2 separate regions of the Sus scrofa genome follow, and region 1 is linked to region 2. The links are chromatin contacts, called in public HiChIP or PLAC-seq maps. All regions are on one chromosome and are shown on one strand. The core of a region is the stretch at or near the end of the contact, and the rest is flanking DNA. Distances in the headings are between cores, read along the strand shown.

Evidence for each region. HiChIP or PLAC-seq counts read pairs in DNA pulled down with a chosen protein or histone mark.
Region 1: an H3K27ac HiChIP or PLAC-seq map of alveolar macrophages shows a contact between it and region 2. The contact joins the promoter of CDC42SE2 here to the promoter of HINT1 in region 2. A contact is called at or near these places in 2 of 5 promoter capture datasets (fetal liver and liver), 14 of 47 Hi-C or Micro-C datasets (alveolar macrophages, blood, embryonic fibroblasts and 7 more) and 2 of 2 datasets of contacts at active chromatin or transcription factors (alveolar macrophages and skeletal muscle).

What each region holds. Positions count from the first base shown.
Region 1 is chr2:133,562,047-133,566,745 of Sscrofa11.1, reverse strand. CDC42SE2 (CDC42 small effector protein 2) reads right to left here and starts at 2,731. Exons shown (of 6, transcript XM_005661625.3): 1 at 2,587-2,731. The region is part of intron 4 of LYRM7 (complex III assembly factor LYRM7); the gene reads right to left.
Region 2 is chr2:133,474,434-133,478,948 of Sscrofa11.1, reverse strand. HINT1 (histidine triad nucleotide-binding protein 1) reads left to right here and starts at 3,136. Exons shown (of 3, transcript XM_005661623.3): 1 at 3,136-3,657. The coding sequence starts at 3,547.

The DNA.
Region 1 (4,699 bases), core at 1,482-3,981, 88 kb before region 2:
AAAACTAACACAACCCCTGTCACTGAATTAACCCTTCTCAGAGTGTATCTGAGTTTCCCACTCTATTGTCAGTCTACAGAAAAATGGATCAATTCTCAGGCTTTAGTAAATAAGCCTGGGTCATCCATGATATGAAGAGGGGAATCATGAGAAAAGACTGAAATTCCTGATAATTTGCCTTGTGAGGGACATGTATGTTATTTTAATTTGGGTAAAAAATTGAACTATGTCTTTATTTTGAAGTAACAGGCTGGTGAGAACTCACAATTATGGATGTTATTAGAATTTCAGGTAGCATAAGGGAAAGGAAAGACAGAGGAAAGGTGACATTTTCTAGAATAAAGAGAATGATCTCTAGGGACAAGTGGGTATGGGTATGTTTTGCAGATTGCTAGCTGTCTCATCACAGACTTGTAGGAAATTTTCTTTCTTCCTTTCTCCCCTTCCTTCCTTTCTTCATTTTTTTTCCTTTTTCAGGGCCGCACTTGCAGCATATGGAAGTTCCCAGGCCAGGGGTTGAATCAGAACTACAGCTGCCGGCCTTCGCCACAGCCACAGTAACATGGGATCCAAGCCACGTCTGCAACCTACACCACAGCTCACTGCAATGCTGGATCTTTCACCCACTGAGCGAGGCCAGGGATTGAACCAGCACTCTCATGGATCCTAGTTGAGTTTGTTAAATCCTGAGCCAGGAAGGGAACTCTGTAGGAAATTTTCTTAACCTCTTTGAGTTCCAGACTACTTTTTTTTTTTTTCTTTTCCCTTTTTAGGGCCGCATCCACGGCTTATGGACGTTCCCAGGCTAGGGGTCGAATGAGAGCTGCTGCTGCCAGCCTCACCACAGCTCACAGTAACACTGAATGAGGCCAGGGAGAGAACCTGCATCCTCATGGATACTAGTTGGGTGTGTTACCACTAAGCCACAATGGGAACCCCCTGGACTACTTATCTTAAGATAGTTAGGAAAAATAACTATCTAATAAGATTTTTGGAAGAATTAAATGAAATAATTCATGTAAAATCTCAGTTCCTGCAGCATAGTAGGCAGTCAACAGTTTATCTCCATGACCAGAATGGATTTTTTTTATAACTTCTTTGCAAAGTTTCCATAGTAAAAGTAACTAAATTATAGCATATATAGGAGCAATGCTATCCTACAGAAATATAATGCATGCCACACTTGTAGCCACATGAAAAAAAGTAAAAATAAGCGTATGAAACTAATTTCAATAATATATTTTAACCTGATATACAAAAATACTGTCATTTCATCAATATAAAAATATATTAATATTTTACTTTTTTTCCCCTAAACCTACAAAATTTAGTTTAAACTTTTTACGCTCAGTACAGCCATGTTTCCAGGGCTCAGTAGCAACATGTAACTAGTGGCTTGAGTATTGGACAGCTCAGTACTAGACTTCTAAATGAATATTTTAATAAATTCTCCTTACTCATTATTAATTCTAAAATAAACACGAAGAAGTGGAAAATAGATAATTATGGATGTATGAGAACACACATGCACACATACCACAGAACACTCTGGCACATACCAAACCCAGATGATTTGGGGGTTTTTTGTTGTTTTTCTTTTTTAACCATCAGTTCTCAGTTACAATGAGTCACACTTCAATCAGAGGATCAGGTGTTAGTGGTACATGGGTTTCTAATTTCAAATTCCAAAACACACCACAAATCAGAGCTACATAGCCAAATTAAAGTAATACAGGCAACTGTGATAGCTAGGTTAAAACAAAAGCCTATTTTTAACCAAAGAATACATGTTGATTTTTAAAGTAACTTTAGTAAAATATTCTATGTTTATTTCCTTTGCTTGTTCCTTGAAGATACTGGAATAGACTTTTGGATTTGACATAAGGCTGTTTTTTTTTTTGTTTTTTCTTTTTTCTTTCCAAGTCATTATCTCCATTAGGTGAGAATGAAGACTAAAGCAATCAGAACTGGTAGAAAGTAGGAGCAATGCACAGCAGCCACCTCAAGACTCACATAAAATCTGTGACACTTCTACTAGGATCTTCAAAGATGATTCAGACAGTGATCTTGCCTCTAGGGTGGATACACTCAGAAAAAAAAAAAAATAGGACACATCTAAACGTGTAAGATGAAGCAGAACACAGAAAGAGAATGAAAAATACCAAAAACACCCCACAAGTACTTGTAAGAATGGGATCCTTTTCAGTGGATATTAGGGAAGGTTTCTTAGAAAAGCAACCTTTGTGAGAGGTTTTAAAGAATGGTCTTTAAAGGTTGGCTCATAAGGCTCAATTCAACAGGTACTGGTTGCCTACCTACTGGGCTGCAGGCCCTGTTGTAGGCAGAAGGGAGTCAGTGATGGAAATCTGTGCTAAGCTTTGGGATGGGGGTGAAGAATGGTGAAAGACAAGTAAAACCAGCAATGCAGCACTGCTCTGGATTCCAGCCACTCTCTCCACCTCACGCTACCTCTGACATCCCTCTGCTTCGGATGTCCTCCTGGGCTCTGCCCCTTGTACCCACAAACAACTTCTTATCTCTTCCCCGTTTCTGACCTTTCATCTAGAAGATGAGTCTTGGTCTTACCTCATTCTCCTATCAGCCTGGCTGTGGGGTCAGGGCTTCATTCTCCGACCCCTACCCTGCAGCCACGCACGTGTAGATTCTGCCCACCCCCTGCTCCGGCTCAAGGTCTAGTCAGGAAGCTGCAGCATCAAGAAGCTGCCACCACAACTTCCGGCTCCAGCCTGACGCTGGTGTGAAGAGGAAGTTGGGCACAGTTCACTAAGTATTATCACAGAGAGAGTTCTAGTGGAGGACCTTTGACTTGGCCTGTGAAGATGCAGAAAGGATTCCGAAAAGAGCAGACGCTTGAGAGGCATTATCCAAGCATTAAAAGAAGGAGGACATTTGGGGGGCAGAGAAGAACATGCATGAAACCGGGGAGAGATGAGAATGTGATGCTCTTAGGGAACTGGAGAATGAGTGCAGGGTCAGAGAAGGGTTCCTGTGGGCACAGACAGGAAATGATTCTGGACCAGCAGAAAGAGACTAGCTTACGCTAAGGAGTTTGGATTTATTTAGGAGATGATAAAAAGTAAAGCAGAAAGACACATGTATTAATGACGCTGCTTTAAAAAAATAAAGGGACATATTTATAGGGACATATTAATGTATCACGCATAGACTTTGAACTCAACCTATTCTCATTTAGATAACTTCTTTGATAAGCTCCGTGTCACCTTCAATCATAAAGGGTAGTATGTGAAAACCTGAGATGGAATTATAGTCCCTACGTGATTATTTCATGCTTATCTGTTTGCTTTTTCTTTCTATCTTTTTTTTTTTTTTTTAATGGCTGCACCTGAGGCATACGGAAGTTCCCGGGCCAGGGACTGAATCCCGGCTGCAGCAGTGGCAGTGCAGGATCCTTTAACCCACTGAGCCCTCTCCGCAGTGACCCAAGCTGCTACGGTCAGGTTCTTAACCCATGGCACAACAGTGGGAACTCCTTATCTGTTTGCTTTTAATAAATCATCAGTATTATAGAGGCTGATTTCTTCCGGGCTAATTTTCCATTAATCTGAACAGCTTTTTTTTTTTAATTAAATAAGGTTATCTCCTTATGAACAATAATTGGACACACAGAGATTCAGTGGTCAATGTTAATCCCACGAGTTATTCTGCTATTCATGTATTACCTCTTAGACTTTTTTTTTTCATTTTTGTCTTCTATCACAATATAGAATTGCATAGTCTACTAAGAAAATAGGTTAAAAATCATGAATATATCCTAAAAAAGAAAGGAAAGTGACCTATTTGGGTGGGGGACTAACACCTTGGCAATTTGACAAATTATGGAAATTTCTTAAATGGAGAAAAAAATAAAAGGTTTTTTATAAAATAGCTACTTTAGGAGTTCCCCTGTGGTACAGTGGGTTAAGGATCTGGGATTGTCACTGCAGTAGCTCAGGTTGCTGCTGTAGTGCAGCTTTGATCCCTGGCCCAGTATATTCCACATGCCCACAGGTGTGGCAAAAAAAAAAAAAAAAAAAAAAAAAAAAACAACCAAAAAACCTAGTTTAATAAAAAGAGTAATTGCTACAGTGATCTCTTGGTTTAGAAAATTGAGACTCAAAGGGGTTTATTATAGCTTCCTGTTCCAGCAAGACCTGACTAACATATTCTTTTGTCAGTCAAAAATTACTCAGTTCTATTTTTATATTCCATTAACACATAAATTTCAAATCAATAATATGTACAAAATAATAAGTTCTCAATTTGCTAAGAATTCTGATAAGCAGCTATAATGTTGTTCATTATTTTTCACTTTGTTTTTATATAGTTTTATGCATCTCTATTTTTTTTTTTTTGTCTTTTTGCCTTTTCTAGGTCTGCTTCCACAGCATATGGAGGTTCCCAGACTAGGGGTCTAATCGGAGCTGTAGCCACAGGCCTACGCCACAGCCACAGCAACACGGGATCTGAGCCGTGTCTGCAACCTACACCACAGCTCACGGCAATGCCGGATCCCTAACCCACGGAGCGAGGCCAGGGATTGAACCCGAAACCACATGGTTCCTAGTCGGATTCAATAACCACTGAGCCACGATGGGAACTCCATGCATCTCTATTCTTTAAAAGTGCTTTTCTAAAATTAACACACTTTTTTTTCATAGTTTTACATTTACAGAAAAAC
Region 2 (4,515 bases), core at 1,887-4,386:
ATGATTCAAAGATGCTCTTTTGCATTTTCATTGTGGAATCAGCCTAATTTCCTGAACATTCACATTTTATTGTTATAATTTCTGGCAAACTAGGGTCTGGGTCATTAACCAAAACCACTTAAATGCCAATATTTGAAAATATAGTTTCCATAGTGCCCAAATCAGTTCAGTCCTGAGGCTTTTCCTCTCTAAGCAAATTTATGTGGTTCCCTGAGCTATTCCGTAAATGAAGTGACTATTCTGGTTGTTCTGGGAATATGTCCTGGTTTGCTGGCATCTCAAAATATGAGATCCAGAACTGAACAGGAAATTCCAACATGGGTACCATGTAAGGTCATGAAGCTATGTGGTAGGAAGAATAATGGCCTCCAAAATTTGTCCCTATTTAAATCCTATTTGAATTTACTAAATACTACTACTACTAACAATAATAAATTTGCATATATTATTACCATATATGACAAAAGAAGCTTTTTTTTTTTTTTGTCTTTTTGTTGTTGTTGTTGTTGCTGCTATTTCTTGGGCCGCTCCCGCGGCATATGGAGGTTCCCAGGCTAGGGGTTGAATCGGAGCTGTAGCCGCCGGCCTACGCCAGAGCCACAGCAACGCGGGATCCGAGCCGCGTCTGCAACCTACACCACAGCTCACGGCAACGCCGGATCGTTAACCCACTGAGCAAGGGCAGGGATCGAACCCGCAACCTCATGGTTCCTAGTCGGATTCGTTAACCACTGCGCCACGACGGGAACTCCAAAAGAAGCTTTGAAGATGTGATTAAGGATTTTAAGATGGGAAGATTATCCTGGGTTGTCTGATGATCCCAAAGTAATCACAAGAATCCTTGTAAATGGAAGACGGAAGCAGAGTTCAAAGTTTTTAGATATTCGGCTGTGGGCTTTGAAAATGGAGAAAGGGGCCACAGCTCAGGGATGCAGGTTACCTCTAGAAGTCAGAAAAGGGAAGGGAATCATTCTCCCCTAGATCCTCTGGAAGGAATGCATCCCTGCCAACACCATGATTTTAGCCAGGTGAAATGCAATTTAAACTTCTGACCTCCAGAACGCCACCTGCAAGTGGCCCCTTCCGTCTTCAAAGCCAACAGTGGAGCATCTTCAATTTTTGACTTTCACTTCTGCTTCCATCATATCTCTTTGTCTGGGTCTCACTCTGCTGTATTCCTCTTTCACTTAAAGGGGCTTCTGTAATTACATCGGGCCCACCAGGATAACTGAGGAATCTCCCCATCTGAAGTCCCTTAACTTAATCATACCTGCCCATCCCTTTACCATGTAAAGTAACATATTCACAGGTTCCAGAGATTAGGACCTGGGAATCTTCTGCCTTCCATACCCAGCTTGGGTGAAGCTGGTCAATAAGGATGAAATGGAAGGAAATGCAGCCATGGAACTGAACATTCATGAGCCCTAAAAGCCATGGCAAGGATTTTACATTGAATTCTGTGATAAAATCCCTACCAGCATGAGTGAAATTATGATTTGTACTTTATAAAAATAATTTTGGGTGCTGTATGGCAAACTGACTATAGTGGAAGCAGATAAGCAAACTGGGAGGCTTTTGAAGTACACTAGGTGAGATATGATAGTGACTTGGATTAGGGTGGTATGAGTAGAGGAGGTGAAAAGGGATTAGATTCATATGTGCTAAAAATCCACGAAAAGAGGTAAGGATGATTTCAAGGCTTTTGCCTTGGCAATTTGGTGCATAGTATTATAGTTGATGTTGTATGCTGCAGGAAGAGGCTGATTGTTGTGGAAGAAGTAAAAATAAATTTGAAGTGCCTGGTAGATATCCCACTGAAGGTAGTAAGTAGGCAGAAACATGTATCATACACCAATCTGGAATTAAGGGGAGAGGCAGGTTGGGAGATAAATACTGGAGAGTCCTCGATCTGCAGATGATAAAGCCTCTGACTTAGCGAAAAATGACCATATTATTTATTGCCCAAACCGATACATATTCTTTTCAATTTTTAATTTTGACAATTTCAGGCTTACAGAAAAGTTGCAAGAATAACTGAATTTGCATACACCGTTCACTCAGTTTCCCCTAATGTTAAAATTTTTATTACAGTTGCTTTATCCTTTTTTACTGCTCTGCTTTTTTCTATGTTGACATTTTGGGGGGGAATCTCTTCACTGTGTGAAAGTGAATTGCAGATATGATACTTCTCTACTCATATATTATTCAGTGGGTTTATTCCTACAAAAATGACAATCCTTTTACATCAGTGGTTCTCAAAGCACAGTTCCTGGGCTAGCAGCAGCTGTATCACCTGGAAACTGTTAGAGACCTAAAATATAGGGCCTCACCCTAGATCAACTGATTTTGATAATTTTCCTGTGGGTATATTGGGGAAGTTAACATCTTTCGAAACTATTTCCCAATTTGTAAGCATTATTTATATTTCACCAATTGCCCTGGTGAATGTCTTTGATACAAAAAGTACCAAATGGGACACAGTTTTGTGATTAAAGGGGGCCTCTATGAAGAAAAAGTGGTGAAAGTATACTTTTTCATAATAAGGACACTTGGGGATTAACTGTTAGAGAGCCAAGAATGGAATTCATTAGGAGCTCTGGAATAGAAGGCTCACTCTGAAGGAGAAACAGCATCCAGAGAGGAAGGAGAGTGAAGGACTACTGCTGAAAAGAGGGAATGGTCAACAGTAATAAATGCTACCAAGAGGCTGAGTGGAATCGCCTAAAGAATTTTGTAAGTGAAGGTCTTTAGTGACATTGACAAGAGACAAATGGCTTCAAAAAAGGAAGATAAAGTGGACACAATATACAAAAATTATTTTTAAAAGAAGCAAAGCTACGGAGGGGGATATAGGGTTAAAGATTTTGTTCCTTTTAGGTGGGGCCTCTTACATTATGTCGATTACTGGTGGGAAATATTCTTTGCAGAACAGTCAAGGACGTTTACTAACAATGCCTGGGGCTCACCCCCAGAGTCTGATTTAACTGATCTGGGGTGTGGCCAAGTTCAGGTGATTTTTTTTTTTTTTACTTGATTCCCAAATGATGTGGACATGCAGTCAAGGCTGTGAACCACGGCTAGAGGAAAAAAAAAAAAAAAAAAAAAATTGACGCGGGAGGGCGTACCTCCTAGTCAAGACCTATGCACCTGAGGAATGAAGTATCATGGTGTCCCCGCCAGCAAAAACGGCCAGCACTGCTTGAGTTATCAAATCTTTTCAGTTACACTACCCAATTTTTCCTACAAGCGTCCATACGGCAAGTGCAGAGCTTACAGCAGTAACTCCACTCTCCGAGAGACAAGAAAGGAAGGAGGAAAAACGGCCTCGCCGCGGCCCCCGGGAGCCTTGGCTACGGAACCTCCCCGTCGCCGCCTCGCCCCACGGTGGCCCTAAGGCTCCGGCACCGCCGCCGCACCCCAGCGCGGGTCAGCAGTGCGCACGCGCAGGAGGTGCTGGGGCGTTTGCTCTCCCGCCCTCTGCGGGAACCGCCGGCTCCTCCCTCCTCGGACCTTCTCCCCGACCGGCAGCGCGGGAGGGAGGCCGAGATGGCAGATGAGATCGCCAAGGCTCAGGCCGCCCGGCCTGGTGGCGATACGATCTTCGGGAAGATCATTCGCAAGGAAATCCCAGCCAAAATCATTTATGAGGATGACCAGGTAGGCACCCGGCGCTGCCTTGCTCGTGGGCTGAGGCGAGACAGGCGCCCGTGGACACGCGGGTTTCCTCCGAGGGAAAAGAAGGGAAGGGTCGGGGGCGCCACGGAGAAGGGAAGGCACCCGGCTGCCTCGCGCGGCCTGGGCCGCGGGCCCCCAGCCAGCGGGCAGGGCCCGGTGGCTCCTAGGCGGCCGGCCGGCGCGTGCCGGCGCTCCGGTTACGCGTTATCAGCCCCGGGCGCGGGCCGGGCCGCCGGCACCCGCGGGCCCACATGGCGGGGTCTGGGCGCGTGCGGGGGGCGCGCGCGGGGTCCTCCGCGTGGGCGCCAGCCAGCTCCCCCTGGGCCTCGGACCTCGCCTGTGTCAGGAATCTGACAATCTCGCCCGCGCTCTGCCTGACAGGGAGAAACCCGATCGCTCCTTGACTCGGGCCCAATCTCCGCGATCTCCCGCGCACAGCCGGCCTGCCCAGCTCTCCCGGGCGCCGCTCCGCGGCTCTGCGCTAGGCGGCCTGGGCGCCAGGCCTGGGGGCTGCGGAGGGCGCGGACGAGCTGGGCCTGGGCGAGGGCTGGCCAGCGCCCTCCCACCCCCGACCCGCCGCGGACTCCGGAGGCGACAGTGGGCCTGCAACTGGGATTTGCTTTCCTTTGGCCCCTCCCTGGAAGAATGGCTCCTTTTATGGTTTACAGGAAGCGGTTTTATGCCAAGAGATTGAAGATAGAGTTTTTGTTGACCTGGCTGTAGGTGAAATTGTTTTAGAAAGGACGAGTTGATTTGACCTGGAGACATCTTGTATAAAATTTTTAGTGAGCGATAATAACGGGTTTGAATCTCAGATAAAGCAGGACAGGAGGTAGGCTG